2 separate regions of the Mus musculus genome follow, and region 1 is linked to region 2. Evidence: chromatin contacts called from public promoter capture Hi-C data. All regions are on one chromosome and are shown on one strand. Each heading gives the region's core, a stretch centred on a gene start, on an enhancer-like site or on the middle of the called end of the contact. The rest is flanking DNA. Distances are from core to core; before and after follow the strand shown. Region 1 overlaps Baiap2l1 (BAI1-associated protein 2-like 1). Region 2 overlaps Lmtk2 (lemur tyrosine kinase 2).

Region 1 (3,499 bases), core at 84-2,583, 130 kb after region 2:
AACAGACACAAAATTGCTTTAGGTTAAGTCCATAGACGTCTACTCTCGGTTTGGGCAAGTGTTACTTCAGGAATGAAAGCATCCTGCTCTGTGCTGTTGTATGCCCCATGCTCTAACCAATGTTTTCATGAATTATACTTGAGAAGGAGAAAGGACAGAGAACCCTGAGGAGGAGCTGAGAAAGCCCAACCCAGACTCAGACAGAGCAGAGTGCATGCCCCAACAGGAAGCCATGCTGCAGGCTGCACCAACCCTCTCCTTTCTCCTTTCAGGTTGGGAGCCAACATCTCAGGAGGAAATTCACATCATTATAGCCATGTGACTCAATCTGAATAAATTGGATTCTTAATGGGGGCAATAATAGGGAATTTATTGTTAAAATTAAAAATTCTCGCAGTGCTGTAGATGGAACTTGCCATGTGGACAAGTTCTGTACTGAGCCACAGTGCTGGCTAAATCAAAGGGATTTAGGTAAAACATGGACACAACAAAACATTTCAAATTCCTGAGTTCAACTGAGACAGTGCTCACAGCAACTGTTGCAAACAGCAGTATTACTCTAGGTTTTAGGAATATAATTTAAACAATACTTTGTAATGGCTATGCATGTGGCTGGTAGGCAAAGTGACCTTAAAATGTTAAATAATAAGACTTAAAGAAAATAGCTGGTCAGGCTGGAGAGATGGCTCAGTGGTTAAGAGCACCGACTGCTCTTCCGAAGGTTCTGAGTTCAAATCCCAGCAACCACATGGTGGCTCACAACCATCTGTAATGAGATCTGACGCCCTCTTCTGGTATGTCTGAAGACAGCTACAGTGTACTTACATATAATAATAAATAAATCTTTGGGTCGGAGCGAGCGGTTAGGCAAGGGCTCATCAGCTGAGCTACATTCTCAGTTCACACTAGAGTTTCTCTACCTGGTCTTTGACACAGGCTCTTGTAATATAGGCCGTCTTCAAACTTACAATCCTCCTCTGTCTACCTCCTAAGTGCTGGGATTGCAAGCATGCACCACCACACCCAGCTGGTCTATTAATACACTTCAGTGAGATAAGGCTTTACCAATTCACTGTAAGAATGTGGAGGAGCCAGATGGAGCCTGCCAAGGATAGAGGCAGCAAAGAACACATGCTGAATTCAGGCAGACATTTAAAAGAGAGAGAGAGAGAGAGAGAGAGAGAGAGAGAGAGAGAGAGAGAGAGAGAAAGAAAGAAAACCAAGCCCAGTTCTTTCCATTTATATCTGGTCACAGATAATTACAACACATTTGTTATTTCCAGAGAGTGCAGGGTAATGGCTGAGTCACATGCTACTTCCTACATGCTACTACAAGTGGGATCAGATAATAAAATGACGCTGTAGAAGCCAACCTACTACTGGCCTGGAGTCATACTGTGTGGACTGAAGTGAAAATGACCAAAAATGTCACTGGGAAAATGTATAGTTTTTCTGAGTGGGTTTTTTTTTTGCTTGTTTTTAGTTTGTTTGTTTGCTTGCTTGCTCATTTAAGACAGGGTTTCTCTGTGTATCCCTGGCTGTCCCAGAATTCGATCTGTAGATCAGGCTCGTTCAGACTCAGATATCCACCTGCCTCTGCCTCACGAGTGCTGGGAATAAAGGTGTGTGTGTGCCGCCTGTGCTCGGCGGCTTTCCTGACAGTTTTACAGGTAGCAAATGTGATGAGGAGAAACTACAATGGGGTCTAAGAAGGGAAAGGCTGGCTGCCAAGCCTGGCGACTGAATTCAATCCCGGGATCCAGTTGGAGGAAGGGGAGAAGCAACTCCTACAGCTTTTCTTTGACTTTCACATGCAAAATAAATAAAGTGCAATAAAAAATTAATCAGAACAGTGAAGGCAGAAAGCAAAGCCCACAGATGTGCTGCTGAACTGACAGGTGTGTGCTGAAGAGGCACAGCACCTACCCTAACCACAAACACCTGAGCACACTCAGGATGATCCACTGCCTTTAAACCGGGCTCTTAGCCCCTGGAGGCAGGCGGTGGCTCTCCTCTGATCAGCGCTTCTTTAATCCCAGTACTTGGGAGGCAAAGGCAGGCATATCTCTGAGTTCAAGGCCAGCCTGGTCTAAAAAGTGAGTTCCAGGACAACCAAGGCTACACAGAGAAACTGTCTTGGAAAACAAAACAAAACCCCCCAAAACCCCAAACCAAACCAACCAAACAAAATCCCAACCAACAAGTCAAGTAAATTTGCAACAATAGAAGAAAAACTTCACAAATAGCAGCATATCTGTACAACAGAGCTTAGCTGGGTCTCACTCTTGACTTAACCAACTGAAGCTACAGCTCCAATTAATGTCTTGTAACATCATATAATTATTCTGCCAGTGTTCCCCAAAATAAACAAATAAATGACCCGGAGGGGTATGTCACAAGAGTCAGCTCGTCAGATATGGGGTATTCTAACCTGAGCATCAAAACAGTGAAGGACGGCAACAAACTATAGATCATGAAAGGATCTGCCAGACTTGGGAAATCACCATTTAGCCACCATCATAGGAAAGACTGTTAGAGCAAAAATCACTAACAGTTGTAAAGTTAGGATGAGGAATAAGTTAAGATTCTTGTTAACAGAAATGTTTTTAAAAACCAATGAACTGGAAAGCAGACAGTGACTTTATATGGAAGATGAGAGGAAAGTGACCAGTATGCTCGCAGTTGATACTCACCAGATACAAAATGGCTTGGATAGGATTCTAGCGAGGACAAAGATTTGGCACCTAAAATACCTTGAGGTCCTGGTCCAGACTCAACCTCTGCTTAGCATTTATAAAATAGGTTTACAGTAACATACTGTAACTGAATCTAACTGAATGAAATGTATTTACCTATTTACACTTAGTGTGTGTGTGTGTGTGTGTGTGTGTACATGCACGCACACATATGGAGGACAGAAGATGATGACTTAGTTGGAGTTTGTTCTCTTCTTCTACTATGTGGGATTTTGGAGATTGAACTTAGGCTTTTACCCACTGGGCTATCTCACTGACCCCCTCATTTACCTATTTAGTATTGGAGGAGGGAACCCACTGGGCTATCTCACTGACCCCCTCATTTACCTATTTAGTATTGGAGGAGGGAACCCACTGGGCTATCTCACTGACCCCCTCATTTACCTATTTAGTATTGGAGGAGGGAGAAGAGGAGGAAAGGGAGGAGGAGGAAGGGGAGGAGGATGCAGATTATGTCGTCCTGGTCCTGGGGAGTCCAGTGCTGATTGCTGGAGATAATGGAGGGATAAGGAGGTGTACTGGTAGGTGCATTGACACCTAAGCTGTACTTGAAGTAAGATCTCTACCAACCTCCTCCTTAGAAAGTGATCACAGTCAAAGACCTGAAAGTGAATAGTTCTCCAAAGTCAAATAGAAGTTGCAGCTACAGGCTGGAGAGATGGCTCATGGTTAACTACCACTCTTGAAGAGGATCTATCTGAGTTTGATTCCCACTATAACCTCCTGTAACTCCAGCTCTGTGG
Region 2 (3,446 bases), core at 229-2,728:
TGAAGACAGAGTTGGGCTGGAGTTAAACCAATGCTGAGGAGTGGAATGAATGCAGCCTGAAGTCTGGGGAATCCCTGAGGAATGTGCAGCGGTGTAGGAAGTGCACAAGCCTCAGGGTAGGGAGGGAATGTCGCTGGCTCTCTCCTGACCTCTGGCTCTGAGCTTCTACTCCGTAAGCTTTAGGCTGGGGTCCTGTCAGGTGCTCCCCGTCACAGCCCCGAGGAAGAGGTGCTGGAAGCAACAGTCTTTTTTCTTTCTGTAGGTGGCCTTGGTTTCTGGCCAGCTAGCAAGTTGGCTTAAGAGTGTCAGGTCTGAAGGGCCTCCTCTGCTTTGCACGCTGGAGTTCAGGCAGTTTGGGGCTGTGTGTGTATGTGATCAGGGCCGCCCCTGGGGGTTGCACAGTTTACTTTGTAGTCTGCTCCATGAATTAGAAAAAGCTTCCTGCTTCAGGCTTTCAAGTTCCAAATTTTCAAAATAGAATTATTTTGGAATAGAGTCAAGAACACCATTCCAGAAGAGGGAGTCAGATATCTTTCTTTCTCACTCTCTGTCTTCAGTGAGAATTGCCTTTGATGCAGGCACTCTTCCTACCTGCCACTTTCTCAGTTAAGCTGGAAGTCAGCGATCCCCTGTGATGTTGTCTCTGCCTCACCTCAGGTGGGGTTGCAGGCATGAGCAGGACACCGGGTGTAAGACCATAATCCATCCCTCATGCTTATGTAGCAAGTGCTCTTTGGCTGACTTTAAACAGCTCAGCTATCTCTTAATAACCTAAAGATCTGAAAAGGCATACCTGTCTCGAAGAGATGTCTGTGACGTTTATAAGTTCAAAAACAAGTCTTGGGCTGGAGAGGTGGCGCAGGTTCACACTGCTCCTGCAGAGGACCCAAATTCAGTTCGCAGCACACACCTCAGGCAGCTCACTCCTGTGCGTGACTCCAGCACTAGGGAATCTCACTTCCTCCCCTAGCCTCTGCAGACACACACACACACACACACACACACACACACACACACACACACCTTTTTTTGCTTAAGGAGGGCTAGGATAGTGCTTGCTTACAAACTTAAGGGCCTGAGTTCAATCCCCAGAGCCTACACTAAAAACAAAACCTGAAAATAGTAAGATATTTGTAATCTCAGGGCTGGAAATGGATTTCACTGGTCTGACTGGCCAGCCAGCCTTGTCTCAAAATACAAGGTGGCCAGCACATGAGGAACATTAAAGGTTGTACACACACACACACACACACACACAGGCACACACACACACACACACACACACACACACACACACACAGACACTTACGTCTCTGATCAAAATCACAACATGAAGTTGTCAGAGGCCCCTGGGAAGTGTGTGTAAGGGCTGTTCACCACTGTGTGCTTAAAGATGACAGAGCTGCCCTGACCAGTAGTGCTTTCCTCCTGCTTCCTCAAGGCAAGGCCTCAGCGTCTGGAAAACAAACAAAGACAGATCACATGGCCTGGACGAGATCCAAGCACAAAGCCCAAGGCACAGAACCTTGGAACCATTGGCAGCTGTTACATGCTTTTTAAAGTGACTGCTTCGGGCTGGCTGTGTGATAGCTTAGCTGGTAAAGAACTTACAGGGCCAGAGTTTGACCCCTTGTTTTTTATTTATTTAATTTATTGTCCAAAATATATATCTATCTTGGTTTTTTATGTATATGAGTGTTTGCCTGTGTGTATGTAAGGCCAGACTCACACACTGGCCTCAGAGACCTGAGAGGGCATTGGATCCTCTGGAACTAGAGTTCCAGGCAGTTGTGGGCTGCCATGTGGATGCTGCGAAGAGCCGCCAAGTCTTCTGCAGCCCGAACCCATGTTTTTATGTTTTATAGAAACCCAGTGTGGCATTGTAAGCTTGTAATCGCAGTGCTGGATAGACAGATGAATGAGTGCTGAATGCCTAGCTCACCCAGCTTCCTCAGGGACAGCGAGTACCGATGGCTGGGGGAGTGGCATTGTAAGACTGAGGAGCCACACCCGAGGTTATCCTCTGGCCTCCACATGCACATGTGCATACCTGCATACTCAGATGTCCATACACACTCCTCACGCATGCACACACACACACACACACACACACATGCTGTTTGATGTGAAGGCTCTTGTGGGCACTGTTGTTTAAATTCTTCCTGTGTAGGTGGCCTCCATGTGGCTTTAGTTTAAATTGAGGTTTAGAATGTTGGTTGACTCAGAGGACTTGGTTGAAATAGACCAGTCCACCTGTCTAACCCAAAGTTGTTCTTATGTTAGAAACTGGTCTAGTTAAAATTTGTTTTTACATAATGTTTAAAGAGAGCCTTATCGCAGGGTCTCAGGCAGCCTTCATCTCAGAGGTCATACACACAGTGTGTTCTTAAAGGCCATGTGAACAGCACATGTTGCTGTTACCATTCCACAGGTGACCCAAACAAAGCCTAGTGTCCCTGTCCTCTGCTTTCAAGGTCTCCTGAGCAGCAGGTACTGTCAGGTCACTGAATGAGTGGTGTTTGTACTCAAACTGGCTAAGTAGCCGTCTGATAGCCAGCAGGAGCACAGACCCAGGAGGTAAGGGCAGGAGACTTTTCTGTACACACCTGGTTTGGGTTTTGTTTTCTTTTTTTTACTACTTCCTTCCTTCCTTCTCTTTTTTAAGACCAGGTCTTACTGTGTGAACCCTGAGTGGCCTAGAACTCACTGAGATCATCCACCTTTGCCTCCCAAGGGCTAGGATTATTAACGGTGTACACTGCCATACTCAGCTAAAGAGAATTGTGCATTGTTGTTGGTTTGGGGGTTTGGGGTTTTCGTTGGTTGGTTGGTTGGTTTATTTTGTTTTGATTTTTAAGATAGGATTTCTCTGTGTAGCCTTGGCTGTCCTGAAATTCTCTCTGTAGAGCAGACTGTCCTTAAACTCAGAGATCTCCCTGCCTCTGCCTCCTGAATGCTGGGATTAAAGGCATTTGTCACCACCACCAGGCTTACTAAAAAAAAAAAAAAAATTCTTTAAAAGAAACAAAACCCATTGTGCTCAGCGGTTAGGAGGCCAAGACAGGAGAACTACAAGTTCAAGACTAGCTTGGACTGCACAATAAGACTGCTTCAAACAGACAAACAAAATAACTACCCCAGTATTGCCCGAAAGGGTAGCAAATGGGAGAAACAGACATTCACGAGAGAACTAGTGTAAGCTTCAACTAGTTACTGTTGAATAGTGTATAGTTGTGGCTTAGGATGGCTGACTAGGCTATTTAACAGGAGGGAATTCTGTGTTGTGATATCTTAAGTATTAACGTGCAAGTTAGTAGCCATAACAGTGTGTGCCTTTCGTATATTTGTTTTGGTGTGAACATTATGTAGAAAGACTGTACCTACCAGTTTGTTAATTTGTGCTACTTGGAAGGTAGAGGGAAAGGAGGAAGACTTTAAAACAAAAA

Evidence for each region. Capture Hi-C pulls out chosen DNA fragments and counts their contacts.
Region 1: a promoter capture Hi-C map of adipose tissue shows a contact between it and region 2. The contact joins two enhancer-like sites. A contact is called at or near these places in 1 of 39 promoter capture datasets (pre-B cells), 1 of 115 datasets of contacts at active chromatin or transcription factors (pancreatic cancer cells) and 1 of 9 other capture datasets (adipose tissue).

Annotation. Positions count from the first base shown.
Region 1 is chr5:144,288,913-144,292,411 of GRCm38.p6, forward strand. The region is part of intron 3 of Baiap2l1 (BAI1-associated protein 2-like 1); the gene reads right to left. Among named protein-coding and RNA genes, the nearest start is that of Gm15708, 14 kb to the left of the region's middle. Within about 2 kb of position 1,334, at least 54 of the 459 cell types and tissues checked have an H3K27ac peak or open chromatin away from gene starts, as enhancers often do. A contact at or near this core is called in adipose tissue and pancreatic cancer cells, where this site is marked.
Region 2 is chr5:144,157,358-144,160,803 of GRCm38.p6, forward strand. The region is part of intron 7 of Lmtk2 (lemur tyrosine kinase 2); the gene reads left to right. Among named protein-coding and RNA genes, the nearest start is that of Bhlha15, 31 kb to the right of the region's middle. Within about 2 kb of position 1,479, at least 113 of the 459 cell types and tissues checked have an H3K27ac peak or open chromatin away from gene starts, as enhancers often do. A contact at or near this core is called in adipose tissue and pancreatic cancer cells, where this site is marked.